Linked DNA regions of Zea mays: region 2 is linked to region 1. The links are chromatin contacts, called in public Hi-C maps. All regions are on one chromosome and are shown on one strand. The core of a region is the stretch at or near the end of the contact, and the rest is flanking DNA. Distances in the headings are between cores, read along the strand shown. Region 1 holds the start of LOC100192729. Region 2 holds the start of LOC100193654.

What was found. Hi-C and Micro-C count contacts between places; a contact is called where the count stands out from the background.
Region 2: a Hi-C map of ear shows a contact between it and region 1, with 3 times the contacts expected there. The contact joins the promoter of LOC100193654 here to the promoter of LOC100192729 in region 1. A contact is called at or near these places in 2 of 25 Hi-C or Micro-C datasets (ear and tassel).

The regions. Positions count from the first base shown.
Region 1 is chr10:105,983,447-105,986,063 of Zm-B73-REFERENCE-NAM-5.0, reverse strand. LOC100192729 reads left to right here and starts at 1,320. Exons shown (of 14, transcript NM_001137929.1): 1 at 1,320-1,567; 2 at 1,672-1,858. The coding sequence starts at 1,373.
Region 2 is chr10:106,410,118-106,412,734 of Zm-B73-REFERENCE-NAM-5.0, reverse strand. It overlaps LOC100193654, which reads left to right and starts at 1,311. Exons shown (of 2, transcript NM_001138748.1): 1 at 1,311-1,634.

The DNA.
Region 1 (2,617 bases), core at 71-2,570:
TGAAAAACTTATGTTTTAGAGTTGTGTGATACTTATGTTGGTGAATCTTGGTATGGACATAGACATATTTGTGAAAAACTTATGAGATTTGTGTTTTTTTGTGAAATATGTGGTCTCTATTATGTATGTGATGATGATGTGATATCTGTGATGTATATGTGATGATTATGTGATATATCTTTTTGTTTGTTTGGATGGAATATAAAAAATAAATAAAAAAGAGGTATACTGGTCACTTTGCCGAGTGCTACACTCGACAAAGAGGCTCTATGCCGAGTGTCAAGGTCATAACACTAAGCAAAGAAGGCACACCTTGGCACCGGTAAAAGCCTCTTTGCGAGTGCTGTGGCCATGGCACTCGGCAAAAAAGCAAGCTTTGTCGAGTGCATCCTAGTGCACTCGGCAAAGGAACTGACAAAGGGGCCCGCTGGCGATCTCTTTGCCGAGTGTCTGTATAGTGGACACTCGGTACAGGCTCCGTTACCTGGCGTCGTGATGACGACTTTTCTTTGCCGAGTACCGAGTGACACTCGACAATTGCCGAGTGTCCGATAAAAAGTACTCGGCAAAGAAGCCGTTGTCGATGTACAGTTTGCCGAACTTTCTTTGCCGAGTGTTTTCCAGGCTTTACCGAGTATTTCAGACACTCGGTAAAGAAGTGATCCCGGTTAAGGCTGGGAAAAACCTCGGGCTCGGCGAGCCGGCTCGAGCTCGTTGTGGCTCGGGTAGGCTTGAGCCAGCTCACAAGCTGCGGGCGAGCCGAGCCAGTTTCGCAAGCTCGAAAAATTCCCGAGCCGAGCCAGCTCGCACAAGCTCGCGAGCCAGCTCGCGAGCCAAGCCCAGCGCGTGCACGTGTATCAGCGACCCAATACGAATAGGCCCACAAGGCCACAACCACCCAAAGCCCAGCGCGTGCGCCTGTGTCATGCTGGTGTGATCTCATGCGGGACATGCTTGCGAGCTAGCTCGAGTCGGACCCGAGCCGAGCCTATTTTGGTAGCTCGGTGTACCGGCGAGCCGAGCCAGGCTCGAGTCGTTTCACCTTCGAGACGCACCGAGCGGAGCCTGGCTTGACTCGTTTTCAGCCCTAATTCCGGTAGTGAGGACTAGCTCAACGTCGGGAAGCCGGGCCTGCTCCATGAGGTAGAGGGCCTTTTTAAAACAAAACATACAGTATAATGTGCAATTCATTATTAGTATTTAGTAGTACTACTACATGAACCATTCTTATTTTTTTTAGATTATTTTATCAAAATTTTATATTAACTCATTGACATGATTCAGCGCTGCCTATGCGCGCGAAGGGGCGCGTAAGATACTAGTATTTCTCTCTCTACGGGAGTTCCCTCTCCTTCGGTCCTTCGCGAGTCCAATGGCCGCCTCGCCCTCTTCACCCTTGACAGCGCCGCCAGAGCCGGTGACCCCGCCGTCCCCATGGACCATCACAGACGGAGCCATCTCTGGCACGCTCCCAGCAGCCGAGGCCTTCGCAGTGCACTACCCGGGCTACCCCTCCTCTCCCGCCCGCGCCGCCCGCACCCTCGGCGGTCTCCCCGGCCTCGCCAAGGCACTACTCCCGGAAATTCTAATCCATCTCCAGTTTCAGCCTTGCAGTGCGCCCGACCAAAGTGTACTGATGTTTGTCCGTGCGGCTCCTCCTCTCCCCCTCAGGTCCGGAGTTCCGATCCCGGCGCCCGCCTCGAGCTCCGCTTCCGCCCCGAGGACCCCTACTGCCATCCAGCCTTTGGCCAGTCCCGCGCCTCCACTGGCCTTCTGCTGCGCCTCTCCAAGCGCAAAGGAGCTGCGGCACCTTGTGCCCATGTGGTCGCTCGTGTCCGGACTGCTTACTACTTCGAAGGTAAGTGCTCCAGAGCGCAAAGCGTTCGGTGAAATGCCTCGTTTGCAGTCCCTATGGATTGGTTGATGTTGGAATTCTGCATGTTAGAACTTGTACATTTAAAAGTCATGGGCTGGGTTGGTCCAGTAGGATGATGGGAGGGCTTTAGACAGTTTGTTAATTTAATGTACGATACAAGCTTTCTTAAAAAAAAAACTCGGCTGGGGAGGGAAAGACCGCCCTCCCGGTATTCCATATAAGAAGAGACCGAAACAATGGTCCCGGCCGAGAAAATCCCCGAACGCTGGCCCCCATCACTAACGGACCGGCGTCAACGGTCCACTCTGCAACGGTCCAACCGGAGGGTGGCGCACATGACATCGCAACCCGAGAGTGGATGAGGCACAGCGAGGGGATTTTTTTAACCAAGCCTGAAAATTCGCTCCCGATAGGAATCAAACCCATGACTTGGAGGTGCTACTCGAAGTCCTTAACCGCTAGGCTAGAGGCCCGCCGATACAAACTTTCTTGCTACATCTCAACATATTTTTGTATCATTGTTTAGTGCCATACCTGAAGTTTTTGTAGAACTACTAGCACATATGAACTCTAATACCCCTAGTAGGTATTAACTTTATTTGATCCAATTGGCATACAAAATTGTATGGTCTCTGTTAGATCTAATCTTTGTTAATGATCTTAACTAACCTAAGGCATGAACAGACTACACTTACCTGGGATGGTCACAATACTCTATGGGCTGCTGACGTCCCCATGCCT
Region 2 (2,617 bases), core at 62-2,561, 430 kb before region 1:
AATAAAATTTTGATCAACTTATTAAAAGCAATGCTCAGTATTAACTATTTACCTTGGTAAGTCGTTCCCACCGTAAGTGAGCTCATGCATATTATTCCCCACACTTGCTGAGCGATGAACGTATGTGAGCTCACCCTTGTTATAATCACACTAGGTCAAGAACATGTACCACTGGAGGAGCATGAATGATGCTACGATAAGATTCAGAGAGGTCTAGGTCGTCGTCTCTCAGTCCACTATGGTTGTGAAGGATCGTGTCGTCACATGATGTAATTTATTTAGCTATTTTGTACAGAACTTTTATTATATAATAAAAATGTGACATTGATTATGTACCATGAACTATCATATGTGTGAGACTTGATCCTAGTACATATTCAATACACACCTGAGTTTGCCCTTAAATCCGGATGTGATAACTGTCGATAGCGGAAACAATAAAACATCGATTGAATTGTCTCAAACAAAAAAATGGTGTGACATGAATGCATCACTCAAGTTTTAAAAATTGCATTTCATAAATTTTCAATTTAAAAATAATGTGTGTCATACTCCACAAATTCAAACAAAAAATATTATTTAAAATAAAATTTGGCATTCAAAATTTTTTAGAATGTTACAGATGGGTGGACTCTCCTGACTTGTTACAGATACGGTGGACTCTCCTGACTTGTGTCATACTCCACAAATTCGATCAAGTTTTTCACTTTGTTGCTTTTGAATGATAGACTTGAGACTAGAAATATATCTTTAGAAGGACGAGTCAATTTCCACAAGACTGTCGTGATGACGTTGAAGGGACATTAGTATATCTCTTCCTTGATTTCTCGACTTTCTTCTATCATTAGATGGTTCATTTTGAATATTTAGTAGAGTGTGAAAGGCGTCATATTTCTCTATGCTCGCTAGTTTATTTTTAACTAAAACACAATAAATAAAAAAGAATAGATGAAATCACAAATAAATATAATACAATCGTTACTATTGGTTTCAGATTAAAACTAATGGTTTGAACTATTAAATTATAATCTATAGAGATAAAACAATATAAAATACTAAATCAGTAGAATTCGTTGCGGAAGGCAAACGAACAGTATCAAAGCCTAGTACCAATGGTATGTTTCGCTCGCAATGTTACGTGCGCTCGTAATGCATTTAGATGTGTTATAGACCTACTAGACAAGTATTTAGAGCTAGCAAAACTAAAATGACAAAGGAACAAATGACAAAAAAAAATCCGTAAAAGAAGACTGCAGGGCAGGCAGCCAGTGAAGAAGAAGGGAGGGGCGAGTCAGAGAGAACAAGTACAACAACATCGAGACCGAGACGGAACGGAGAACGGCCGCAGCTCAAACACCAGGCAAGCCCAACCCGACAGCAGTCAGCAACCTCGCACCACCACCTCCGTCGCAGCATCAGGCCAGCAGCCGCCGGCGCCGGGAGCCGTCGCGAAGCACCCCAGGCCTTGCCCCCTCCTGCAAACGAAGTGTTCCGTGAGAGCACGCTTCGGCGACATAGCGGCCACAGCTGCAGCATCCTGTGGAGACCGGCGAGAACAGCACCAGGAGCTGCTCCCGATCACTCCTGCAACACACGGCCTCGCCCGTGCCTGCGCGCGCGCAGAAGTAGCAAAGGTGAGAGCTCTGGGCCCCCGTTCCAATCCCCCCGCCTCTAACCGACCCCACGCGCGGTGCGGCTGCGGCCGGCAATGGCGGACCGGCGGCCAATGGCGGCCGCGCCAGTTGCCAGCGCAGCCTCGGACTCACTATTTGGGCGCCGGGGAGCTAGAATTCGGGTGCGGAAGCTTCGCTTTGGGGTCGGAATTGGGTGACCCGGATTGGATCAGAGAAGGCGAGCTGGGGATTGGGGAGTTTGAGCTCTACACTCGTGTGACTCGTGTCGTGGCAGGGTTTGGTGTTGCCGTGTAAGCTGTGCTGCGGTTTCTTTATTCCCTTTGTTTGGTCGATGTCTTCTTGCTCTGTGCACGGGTTCGAGCCTGAAAGTTTGAATTTCGTGCGAAACCCTAGCTGTATTGTCTCTTTGATTGAGATGACGTGGATTTGATCGGCAAACCTTGTGTTTGTGGAATTACATATATGATCTGAACTTTTCAACAGTATCTTAACACAATCTGGTCACTCTGGAGCTTGTTATTTGGGCTCTCTGTTTGGTGGATATTTGGAGATGTTGTTGTCCTTCGATTAGAAGTAAGACGATTTTACAGAATCAGGCTTATCTGGCAGCAGATGGTCACAATTTTTTTTGTGTGGACCTAGATTGGAGTGCTCTTGGTAATGTCATAGCTGGTTCGGTTTACCCCAGGAAAACATCAGATTGAATTTTGTGCTGTTGTGAATAAAGGCAGGTTGGTCACCTCAGGGAAACATGCCCCCTTTTTTCTCTTTAGTATCTGTTTCAGAATTGCTTTTCTTTTAGTTTAGAGTTGACCTGAACATGCCATTTTTAACGGAATTAGTAGTGTGAGTTCCTTTGTTTGTGGTTCATTTTCAACATGAGTTGGATTCCATTCCTACATTTGTTAAAGCTATGCTGGCCTGTATTGGATTACAAGAGTTTGTACCATTATGGGCTAATGCATCTTTGGTTTATGCATAGC